Regions from separate parts of the Sus scrofa genome. Here regions 2, 3 and 4 are each linked to region 1. A link is a contact called in public HiChIP or PLAC-seq data. All regions are on one chromosome and are shown on one strand. The core of a region is the stretch at or near the end of the contact, and the rest is flanking DNA. Distances in the headings are between cores, read along the strand shown. Region 1 holds the start of MED13 (mediator of RNA polymerase II transcription subunit 13). Region 2 holds the start of RPS6KB1 (ribosomal protein S6 kinase beta-1). Region 3 holds the start of BRIP1 (Fanconi anemia group J protein). Region 4 holds the start of RNFT1 (RING finger and transmembrane domain-containing protein 1).

The links. HiChIP or PLAC-seq counts read pairs in DNA pulled down with a chosen protein or histone mark.
Region 2: a contact with region 1 is called in an H3K27ac HiChIP or PLAC-seq map of alveolar macrophages. The contact joins the promoter of RPS6KB1 here to the promoter of MED13 in region 1. A contact is called at or near these places in 2 of 47 Hi-C or Micro-C datasets (embryonic fibroblasts and skeletal muscle) and 1 of 2 datasets of contacts at active chromatin or transcription factors (alveolar macrophages).
Region 3: a contact with region 1 is called in an H3K27ac HiChIP or PLAC-seq map of alveolar macrophages. The contact joins the promoter of BRIP1 here to the promoter of MED13 in region 1. A contact is called at or near these places in 11 of 47 Hi-C or Micro-C datasets (alveolar macrophages, embryonic fibroblasts, fetal skeletal muscle and 5 more) and 2 of 2 datasets of contacts at active chromatin or transcription factors (alveolar macrophages and skeletal muscle).
Region 4: an H3K27ac HiChIP or PLAC-seq map of alveolar macrophages shows a contact between it and region 1. The contact joins the promoter of RNFT1 here to the promoter of MED13 in region 1. A contact is called at or near these places in 1 of 5 promoter capture datasets (fetal skeletal muscle), 2 of 47 Hi-C or Micro-C datasets (heart right ventricle and skeletal muscle) and 2 of 2 datasets of contacts at active chromatin or transcription factors (alveolar macrophages and skeletal muscle).

What each region holds. Positions count from the first base shown.
Region 1 is chr12:36,332,372-36,335,196 of Sscrofa11.1, forward strand. MED13 (mediator of RNA polymerase II transcription subunit 13) reads left to right here and starts at 1,370. Exons shown (of 31, transcript XR_002337203.1): 1 at 1,370-1,575.
Region 2 is chr12:36,110,100-36,112,924 of Sscrofa11.1, forward strand. It overlaps RPS6KB1 (ribosomal protein S6 kinase beta-1), which reads left to right and starts at 1,485. Exons shown (of 15, transcript XM_003131671.5): 1 at 1,485-1,763. The coding sequence starts at 1,623. It overlaps TUBD1 (tubulin delta chain), which reads right to left and starts at 1,207. Exons shown (of 6, transcript XM_013981124.2): 1 at 1,093-1,207.
Region 3 is chr12:36,496,791-36,499,615 of Sscrofa11.1, forward strand. It overlaps BRIP1 (Fanconi anemia group J protein), which reads left to right and starts at 1,348. Exons shown (of 21, transcript XM_021067301.1): 1 at 1,348-1,416.
Region 4 is chr12:36,173,641-36,176,465 of Sscrofa11.1, forward strand. RNFT1 (RING finger and transmembrane domain-containing protein 1) reads right to left here and starts at 1,495. Exons shown (of 9, transcript XM_021067295.1): 1 at 1,061-1,495. It overlaps LOC102157680 (a long non-coding RNA gene), which reads left to right and starts at 1,277. Exons shown (of 5, transcript XR_001299904.2): 1 at 1,277-1,400.

The DNA.
Region 1 (2,825 bases), core at 120-2,619:
TAGCGGAAAACCAAAGTAAGTCCCAGTTCTCCTGGAGATGACACTCTAATGGGCACTTTACATACACTGGTTCACTTACTCCTTACAATAACCATATGAGGTAATGATGACAACAACAATAGATCAGTCTAAACAATGCATATCTGTGCCCAGCACTTGTCTACCTGCTTTCTTTGTATTAATTCAATTACCACAACAACCCTGTGAGGCAGGGGATATGTTTTCCTCATTTTACAGATGAGGAAACTGAGACAGAGAGGTAAGTGATTCTCTCAAGCTTCAAACCCAAGCAGTGGGGCTCTAACTCCCAGGCTGTTAGCCGCATGACTATATTGTTTCATTTACGTTTCGTTCGTAATATCACAACTTTCAAGCGGCTGAGTCCTATCGCAGATCTAACTCCCAGGCCCACGGGTTTGCGCTGCACCCCAGTGGCCTTGTAGAATAAAGGAGAAGATCTAGGAATTTTTGCAACACTTCTAAGGAATTCAAACGGATTTCAACGTAATTCCCAGATTTGTTATGTGAACCCTGTAAATTCCCCGGGAAGAAGTAAGATAGGGCCAGGGCCCTGGGTCATCTCACGGTGGCCGGGGCACCCAGCAGATGGCGCTATCTTAGTAGCCACCAGCTGGCTGCCCAGTCCCCCTGGGCTCACCGCCTCTGCTGAAAGCTTCCCGGCTCTCCTTCGCTCCCTTCTCTCTCCCCCTCCCCACGGAGCCCGGGCGCACGTGACCTCCAGGCGGCCAATGGGCGAGCAGAGAGGGCGAGCTGGTCCCTGTGGCCGCCATTAAAGCGAAGGGAAAACCCGTGAATTCGGATTAAAGGGGGAAAAACACCGCCCGCTGGGCCCACAAAATGGGGGAGACTACGGCGTCCCGGCGGTGAGGCCGCAGGAGAGCGGACGTTAGGCCGGCTTGGCCCAGGGACGACACGAAGACACAGCCAGAGAATGGTCTGAGCCCGCAGACGCCGCCACCACCTCCGCCACTGAGGAGACTCTGGGCTTAAGGACATCGCCGCTGCCGGGTCGGGGGCCTGGGCTTCTCTCCCGGTTCTCGCCCTTCCCGCCCCTCTGCGGGCGCCTCCCCGCCCGGGAGAGCCCTCCAGGGCCTGGGATCTGCCCTCTCGGACTCGATTTTAATTATTTATTGTGTAATTTATTATATTTTCTTGTGGCAGGGGCACACATCCCCTCTGTCCCCGAGAGGGACGGGCGTCCGCGGGCTCCGCGGCGGCCGCAGTCCGGCCCGCGGGGCGAGCGCGGCGCGGCCCTCCCGCCTCCGGCTCTCGGCCCCGGGCGGCTGGGTGCCGGCCGGGCGGCGGGGACTGCTCGCGGCGGCGGGGGGGTGGGTGGGGAGGGCGGGCGGCCCGGCGGCCTCCTCTTCCACCGCCCCCCAACCACCACCCCCCCGCCCTCCCCGGTGTCTGTGTTTCTCTCTCTGGTCGGAGGCGGCGGTAATGGCGGATGGTGGGTTGTGGCGCCGGCGACGGCTGCTGTGAGGGACGATGAGTTCCTCCTTCGTGCCGAACGGGGCCAGCCTGGAAGATTGTCACTGTAACCTCTTCTGCCTGGTGAGTGCGGGGCGGGGGCCACGGCGAGCGGGCGTTGGGGGAGGGGCCGCGAGGTGCGCCCTTGGGCCGTGGGGGAGGGGGTCCGGGTCGGTTCCAGATGCCGGAGTCCCCGGGCTAGGCCCAGCCGGAGCCGGAGCCGGCGCGGCGGCCAGCTCGGCACCAGCCCGGCGGCCGCGGTCCTCTCCGGCGGTCCCGGGCGCTGTGTTTCGAGTGTCGGCCCTTTTTCTCGTTTCTGACTCTTTTTCCCCCTCCTCTGGTAGTCTGGTCTTTAACTTGGGCTCCTTATCCGGCAGGACACTAGCCTTTCCCTCTGTTTCTTGCTTAACTGTTGCTCTCCTCCTCATGGACCGTGTATCCCTTCTTCACACTTACCCATTATTGCCCGTTCTCCTTCTGTCTCACTCTGCTCATCTGGTTTCCCCCCAAAAAGCGGACCCCGGAACTTAAGCACTCTTTTCGTTGTCCATTTTTTATTGTGAGTCAAACTATATAGGGGGGTTGGTTTCTTCCTTGCGCGACTTCAGGCTCTGTGTAAAAAGGAGTAGATGCCATTTCATATGTTTTTTCTTCAAACTTTGAAAACAACTTGCCATTTTGACAATTTTTAGCCATTTTGCTTTTATTAGAACATTATGTTTGTGAGAGTGGAGCGAACCAGAGGAGGAGGTGCTGTGGTTTTGCACTAAATATTTTTGTATTTGTCTAATTTGCCTTCGTTTTTAGCATATTTTGAGGGGGCTGTTCCTTTTTTTATTGGAAAGTCAGGGAAAGCTAGATTTAGGGATGATAATTGTGTACGTTGGCCCAGATCTGGGAACATCCAATAAAGACTTTCAAAAGTACCAACTGTTGCAAATATTTAGTTTTCAATTGGATAGTAACTTAGCTTCATCAGTGATTTAAAGTTTAGGTGACTTTCTTTTTTCATTTTCCCTATCCTATGAGAAATATTAAGAGAGTGTGTGATAGGTAAGTGAATTGAGTGGGCGGAGCACAACTAGTTGGCCAGTGTAAACTGCCAGTCATGTATCAGCAGTTTCATTTTTGGCACCTTGCGCTTTGCACCTTTAAGTTAGATTCAGAATTACAAGTTCGCTCTAATGAATTTCTTTTCACGATGCTAAACTGAGATCTTTAATTTTTATCTAAAAAATAAAATGTTTTCTTGTACAGTGTCCATTAATTTGCATCTCTTGAGCTGTAAGAAGACAGCGGGTTTTACATTTCTGTCTTCTCCAACTCAGTCTATT
Region 2 (2,825 bases), core at 235-2,734, 220 kb before region 1:
AATATAGCCTTTGAGTAATATAGCCTTTACATTATTAATAAAGAACAAATAAAGTATCACATACGTTAATACACAATCAATAAAAATTAATTTTTTTAGGAGTTCCCATTGTGGCTCAGGGGCAATGAACCTGACTAGCATACATGAGGATGCAGGTTTGATCCCTGGCCTTGCTCAGTGAGTTAAGGATCTGACATAGCTGTGAGCTATAGTATAGCTCAGAGATGCAGCTTCGATCCCACATTGCTGAGGCTGTAGCATAGGCTGGCAGCTGCGGCTCAGATTCGACCCCAGGCCTGGGAACTTCCATATGCCTCAGATGTGACCCTAAAAGAAAAAAACATTTTTAAAAATACTATATATGTCTATGGCGCTGTAGATAAAATAGCTATCTTGTCTAAGAAGCCAAACATTTAAGAAAGTTGTTCTTTTTCTTTATATGGTTTTGGGATTTACTGTACCCAAATTCATTTATATAAAGCTCAATAGTTTTCAAATTTTCATTTGTAATCACTATTTTCCTAAGTATGCATTTAAAACAAACAAAAAAAAAAACAAAAGGAATCCCGGTTGAAGGAATTCATAGCATACACTTCACACCACAGGGACATAATGCAGAAGTTAGCTCAACAATAGCACATTTTATTAACATTAATATTCTCTCTTCCAAATAATTATTTTCTCCCTCCAATCGTCTTTCTGTTCTAGGCACCACAGTAACACAGGAAAGACTTTGTATTTAGCTCAGGGAGGACAGCATGGGAGACGAAGCTTGGGGGGAAAAAAAGACGGGATGAAATATTAGAGAAAGTATTCACTATTTTTAACAATGTAAAGAGACAACTTTTGGTTAAGACCTCACACCGAGTCCACGGAGCAATGGAAAGAGCTGTGGTTTGGGAACCAGACTCTGTACTTAAAATTATCAAACAAGCCTGCAAAATAGATGTCATTACTTTCATTTTACAGATAAGGAAACTTAAGGCTCTGAAAGGTTATGTGATTTTCGCAAAGCCACCGAACTAGTAATTAGCAAAGCCAAGATGCTCCCTTTCTATACCACCCCAGCAGCTCCCCAAAAACCCCACTCACTGCCAGCCCCAGAACCAGCCGTTTCTGTCCGGTTCAAATTCGAGGGGCAACCCTCTTATTATGCGCATGCTCTTTCAAAAGAAAAAAAAAAACTACAGAGAACGAATGCGCATGTACCACAAACGTAGAGATTTGTTGCGCTTTTTCCCCCCCGCCCTCCCCGCGGTGGGTGTTTTTTTTTTTTTTTTTTCCTATTCAGTAAGGTTAATTACGCATGTTCAATTTCAATTTATCAATTTCAGACACGGTACGCATGCTCGCTGTCCATCAAACTCTTTAGCTGACAATGCGCATGATCTGGCTTCCAAGAGAGGCTTCGGCTGGGCTTCTGCGCATGTTTCTGCCAGTACCTGGTTCCTGGCAATAGTTCTACGCATGTTCACTGCCCACAGTTCGGCTTCACAGAATCCTGTACGCATGCTCCAGTGCTGAACTTCAGGAGCCAGTCTGGGGCCTAAGCGCAGACGCACTGAGCCTAGGCAGCCGGTGATGGCGGCAGCGGCAGCAGTGGCTGCGGCGGGTCCGGGCCCATGAGGCGACGACGGAGGCGGGACGGCTTTTACCCAGCGCCGGACTTCCGAGACAGGGAAGCTGAGGACATGGCAGGAGTGTTTGACATAGACCTGGATCAGCCAGAGGACGCGGGCTCTGAGGATGAGCTGGAGGAGGGGGTGAGGCCCGGGGTCCCGGGGGGCCCGAGGTGACAGGGCCGGGGCGGTGGCGCGGGCCCTGGAAGCCCCGCGCGTCCGAGAGCGCGGAGACCCAGGGGGGAGCGAGTAGTCCGCGGGAGGAGCCGAGGTGCCGCGCGGCCAGAAGCTGGGGGTGGGGGGGGGACGGGTGGGGCGGACCTGGCCTTAGGTGTGAGGCCGCTGCGGGGCTTGCAGGTGCAGGTCGCGCCCCTAGCCCCAGAACAGCGCAGCTGGGAGCAGCCTGCGGAGGGAACGAGAAAGGGCGCGTGGTCGATTCCTGGAGCTAGTGGACTTAAATGTGGTGGGGCGCGAGTGGTGGAAGCGTGTGTTGGGGGGAGGGGGATTGCGCTGGCTGGGTGTCCCGTAAGTGCAGGTGAAGAGCGGAAGGGTTTCCCTTGAGTGTAAGATTTCAAGTATTAAATCTTCAGACCTCCCACAACCACCTCTTTTCTCGGCCTGTCGCTTCTCTCCTAGGAAGCGCTCAGCTGTTAGAAGTGACAGCTGAAAACTTCTGTCGGGAGTAGCGCTGCCGCTGCTGTTACAGCCACCAGGAGTTTTATTTCGGGAGCAAGGGGGCTCTGCTGCATCTTCCAGGGTTTGTTTGTTTGCTTTTTTTTTTTTTTTTTTAAACAAAAACCTCCTTCCGTGTGACTTTTTTGTTAAGCATTTATAACGACACACGGCATTTGTAACTTACTTTTCTCCCAGTTGAAGATGTCTACATTTTTTCAAAATACTTGATGTAATTTTGGGGTGGAAAAAAACCAGCGTTGACAGCTGTGATTTGGCTTGCCAAAAATAAATTGCTTAAACTGAGACTTGTGAATGGTGGTGTGAGGGCTTTCCTTGCTGTAATTTGGGGTGCTAAATTTAGAATTGTTTTTCCTAATGCATAGCTTGGTTCACCTTTGGTTAGTAGTTTTTCTTTATTCAAGATTCTTTTTTTCAAGGTAAATTTATTGAAAAATCACAAGTTGTACGTGACATTCAAAATGGTATTGTCATACTAAATCACAAATGGCCTTCAATGATAACCTCATGGTA
Region 3 (2,825 bases), core at 98-2,597, 160 kb after region 1:
TATCCTGGAGAAGTTACATAAAAAGATTTGATGATTTAAAACATTTGTAAAAGCAGAATAATAATTTGAAGGTAGTTTTAAGGATTTATTTTTATAAACTATCCTCCATTGCACTGTCTTAACAGTAAATTACACTTTTTGTACTTTTCCTTCATCTTGGCTTATGAATATGTATTTTCACATAATGAAATTCATAATAACCCAGTTTGGAGTCTGCTTTTTTTCATTTAACGTTATGGAGTTTTGGCAGGTTGTTTGGTTTTACATTTATTTTATCGGTTCCATAATGATTGAATTGATATAATCATCTCCCTGGGAAGTTAGGGTTTTTTTTTTTTTTCAGTATTAGAATAGGCCTTGTTAAAAATAAATAAATAAAAAGAATAGAACTTGTTGTCACTAGAGCTATTATTACTTTTCTTTCTTTTAGATTACTTCTTTAGGGTAAATTTCTGAGCCCGAGATTACTAAATTAAAGGGTAGAATTTATTTTTATGACTGTTTTGTCATTTGGGGAAGATGTAGTAAAACTGAAAGTGAGGCAAGCAAACTCGACTTTTGTTGCTCCCTTCTGCAGCAAACCTCTCTCCCCAAACTGGTTTCTCGGAATCTGAGAAAATGTTTCAGGTCTTGCTTTTTTGGGAGAGTAGCCATTTGAGCCAAGTTTAGGTAGAGGATTGTTTTTTTTTAAATATCAATTTGGCGAGATCATGATTAACCCCCCTACCTTTGAGGAAACCGAAGTGTATTTCTTGGCAAAGAACAAATTGGTCTTAGGAAGGACAGAAGGCTGATAAGCTTTAATGGAATTAAGAGTGATCTGGTGCTGGAGAGCGTTTCCAGTTGAATGTGGTCTCTAAGAAAGCCTTGAATATCAGGAGATTCTGTAGCCAGCTGTCATCCAACTTTTTCGCCTCGTTTGGCTCAGAAGTCTGGCCATTTCCTTTCATTACTCTGGGTACCGGAAAGTTCGGAAATTTGAATCGAGTGGCGCTGAGAAATGCTGAGAGAACTTGGCGTGTTTCCTCTCGCTTGGTCTAGAGACCTTAAAAATGAGACTTCGAATTTCCAAGGAAACTGAGCCACGGCTTAAATCACCGGTTTCCAGAAGTCTAACACAGCAAACTGTATCCCTTTATCTTCTTGGGATCTGCGGGAGTCCTTCACCGCCAAGGAGCTCGCCTTCCCATGCCTCCGTGTAGCTGGGGTTGGTCTTTACGGCGGAGTCCTCCATTGGGTGCCAGCGTGCGCGCCCCCTGACCTCGCGTCGGGATTGGTTGCCTGGTTTCTGGTCTTGGCGAGTGATTGGTTGTCTGACTTCGCCCGGCGATTGGGTGCTGGGAGTCGAGGGGTGGGAGGCGGGAATTCGTCCGCTGGAGTGTTGTACTTGGGAGCTGAGGGGAGAAAAAGTAAGAGGTACGTAATCCCGCGACTGGGAGTAGCATCCTTGGGAGGAAGAGAGGGAGGCTAGGACCTCTCTTTGCCGGAACTTCTCTGTGTTTGCTTGCAAGTTTCGGCTTCCTTTATCCCGAGAATCGGAGCCCAGTCGGCATTGTTTGATTTTCCGCCGGGCGGGCAAGTCTGTCTCTCGCGGGGAGGGCGCAAAGCCTGCCAGAAGGGTGCCTTTTGCTTTTGTCCACCCGCCTTGCAAGCCCATCGGTGTGGAGTGGATCCCCAGGGCCTTGGGGATCGGGGTTTGCTGAGGGAGGAGGGAATATGAGGACGAAAACCTGTGGGGGGTGGGGAGGAAGCCTGCTTTTACCTCCTTGGAGCAGAGGCCTTCTACGAGTCTGGGGCTTTTCGTTACTCTTGGGAGGGGGCTACGGCGGAGCCAGATAAGTTTTGTCCTTTATCCAGTGTGTAGAGGAAGCGACCCCTTTTTGTTGCCAGTTGCCACCACGGGTGGGGGTGGGGGTGGGGATGGATTGCTTTCTAGGTTATATCTGAGTTACTAGGCCAGCCTTGAGTTGTTGGTTAGATTAAGGATTTAGATTCCACAAATATCGTTCTCAGAGCTTCACAGATGGAAGCACAAAATGTTACAACTGGAAACTACCTAAGAATAGTGATTCTTAATTTCTCTGGGGACAAATAACTATGGTTAAGGTTGTGACAGGCTTTATACTATGTGGAATTGAGATTTTAACCCATCTCTTCATCCCCACATGGAATTTAGCATTTCTTCACTATTGCAAATAATTCCTCAGTTGATAACAGTGTATATCATTTCCCTTTTATTTTTAGTTATTTCCTTAGGATATATATCTGGGAATGAGAAATCTATGGACTTTCTCTTAAAAAATACAGTCATATACAGAAACTTATGCATGCAATATCAAAAGATTACACACAGTCTTTGAATTACATCTATGTATCCTAGGTTAAGTTGGTTTAGAAGAGGTGGAGATTAAAGTAGATCACTTCCTCTGTATCAGATACTGGAGTTTAGGCACATTCTATACATTACCCGTATTTAATTTTTGACTCAGTGCCTGGCTAATTTTCATAAAAGCCCTATCAGGTAGATAGTATTATATTATCTCCATTTTACAGATGAAGAAACAGGCTCTGTGAGATTAAGTAATTCACAGTGCAATTCCACTTTAAGGCTTATTTTCTTTGCATTATACCCTATTGACGTTTACGTAAGAATTATTGAGCACCTACATATGCCAAGGCATTTTCTCCCTTGCAACAGTTTTTAAATTAGGGATTTGGATCTTAGTCTAGAGAAGTGAAGATCAAGGTAACATTTCAATTGTTGTCAGAACCTGATCTAGAACCTATACTTATTAATTCCTGGTCCACAGCTTTGGCAGAATAGG
Region 4 (2,825 bases), core at 245-2,744, 160 kb before region 1:
GAACATCTGCTATGAAAACTTGAGCTTCCAATGCTTCCAGTGCTCTAATGACAGAAGGAATCAGCAAAATTGTCAGAGTATGTTTGCCCAGCAGACGTTAATGTGAGTCCTGGAACTCATTCATACTTGAATACTTTAGCACATTTACTATGCCTAACTGGAGTACTTTCATCTCTGATGCAGATTCTACATCTCATAAGTGTGAATCTCTTTTTCTTTTTTAATGCTTGGAAAGGCTAGGAGGAAAAAAAAATTAAATCTTAACTCCTTATTAAATATCATCATGGAGAACTAATCATAAACATTTCACTCAGGTGACCTACAAATTTCGTTTTATGCTGAAAGAGCTTTCACAAAGTTAATTAAAAAGTTTCCAATAATTAAAACCAAGAGTATTACCTTTCCCCGCCCCTCAAAGGATGTTACCTAAATACCTTTAAAATAGGGAGGCTTGGAGAGGCACCAGGTAATCGCTAAGTAACTCTTCGGTCTGAATAAGGATAGTTACGGGGTCTGCCCGTTAAAAATGCCACCGTGGAGGGAAGGGGAACGAACACAGGCAGGGAAATAACCCACAGGATGAGTGTGGGTAGCTGTCGGGGATGCCACAATCCAGCTGACGAAACCGTTTCTGGAGGAGGAAGCAGGGGTTAACGTCAGGGGATATTATGTCATTCTATTCATTCGTAGGTTTGAATTTTTTTTTTTCCAGTTACTGAGGGGCGGTTTGGTTTTTAACTGCCTTTCACTAAAGGCTTTTTCACCGATGCTCCAAACGTCACGACTGCTACTATTTATTTCCTCAAACCTCCGAAGACCGACGTTGGACTGAACAGTTTCTGCGCCTTCTTTCATAAATTAAAACAGAGAACCCTCCCACTCTCCTCCAAGCACGAGCAAGAAAGGGGAGAAAAAAGAAAAGTAAACGCAAACGGCTCTTCCGGAATCTCCAGGTCAGAGTTTTCCACCCACGTTCGAGCTTCGAGCGCCTCAGTTATTCTCCCCAGAACCCATTCGCCGGGGTCCCTCGCCTCCTTCATCCGTTTCCCCCAGACCTGACCTCTCATGACGATGGGCGGACCAGGGCCCGGGCAGCGACCGCAGGAACTGTGGCAGACGCCGCCTCGAGGCCTTCAACCGGGGCCATCACCTTGAAACCCCCACCACCTGCAACCTCCACTCAGCTCCGCGGCGGCAGCGGCGGCGGCGGCGCGCGCGCGCGCGCTCGCTCCCTGGACGTCTTCACGCGCGCGTGCCCCGCCCCCGGGCGACGCGCCGAGGGGAGGGCGCCGCCGACCCGAGTGGGGTGCAGGCCGTCAGGGGTGCTGGCTGTGAAGAGCGGTCTGTGCCCCACAACTCCCGGCAGCCGGCTGCGTTAAACCATGAGCTGCATCCAGTCTGTGCGTACGTTTGTGTAACCTGCCCTCCTACACCCCTCCTCACCCCCTCCTCAGAGATCCGGACGTTTCGAGGTTAAAAATGTTTTGGCTTCGAGAACCTGCCCTCGGGGGAGGAGCCTGCCGTTGGGGGCTGGTCTGGTCCCGCCTCCCGTGCGCCAGCCCCTGGGTCCCGCCTGGCTCGCGTCTCCCGGGTTCCGAGCTGGAGGAGCCACGTTGGCGAGGGCTCGACGCGCCTCTGAGCGAGCCGGGCGGGGGCGGGAGCGGTCTGGTTTCCCCCAGCTCAGCTGAGCCAGTTGTGGATGGGCGGTGAAGTTTTAACTGAACTCGGGTTTTCTTTACAATTCTGAAGTTGCACTGTGAGAACAAGACCCTGCCGAAACCTGAGAATAGAAATGGAGAAGTGAGGATAATTTAGGTGGGGGTGGAAGTAGAAGTTAAGAGTTTAAAAACCTTGTTTTCTAGGGAGCTCTGTAGTGTCTTCGCTGTAATTGTTAACCTAAAACTTCTAAAAATAAAAGGTGTATTAAGAAAAAGTTTGGAGAGTTCTCCTTGTGGCTCAGGGGGTTTAAGAACCGGACTAGTTCGTATCCCTGGCCTCTCCCATTGGGTGTGGGTTAAGGTTCCGGGGTTGCACGGACGACGCTCGGTTTGGACCCCTCGCTCAGGAACTTACATGTGCTGCAGGTGTCGCCCTAAAAGGGGAAAAAAAGAAAAAAAACTTTGAACAATGAAACAAAAAAGCTTACCTCTTGATCCTCAGCCCAGATAGATTCTAAATGTTACTTGTTTTCCAAGAATCTGTCCCATCCCTCCCCACCACGAATAGCCTTTCTATTTTGAACCTCGAGTTTTTTTCCCTTTAATATCTGGAATTTGACGTCAAGTAGGTAACTCTTGATGGTCTTCCTACAAGTCTTGAAATTAAACATTCAATGGCTTGGGTGAGGGGTTCAGTCTTTCCTCACTAGAGAGGATGCATTTGCTTACATACACACACGTCATGAGTTGAATATCTAGTGGAAAAAAAGGAATACTTTGTCTTATTACCGGTCGCTGATTTAAAGCCATTCACAGCAACTTTACCCAAGTTAGTTTGCTGGTGTGTGATTCCCTCCCCCCCTTTTTCTGCTGCTCCTGGGGCATATGAAAGGTCCCTGGCCAGGGATGAAATCCCAGCCATAGCTGTGAGCTATGCCACAGATGTGGTAACTTGGGATCCTTAACCCACTGTACCAGGCTGGGGATAGAACTGGTGCCACCACAGAGACAAGCCAGATCATTAACCCACTGCACCATAACAGGAAGTCCTGGTGTGTGATTTTTGAGCCTCCTTAATCATGAAATTTTTTGCACCTTATTTTCTCCTATAATCGACTACAACTGAACCCACTATTTAATCTGAATATCCACCTTGAACCTGTGCTT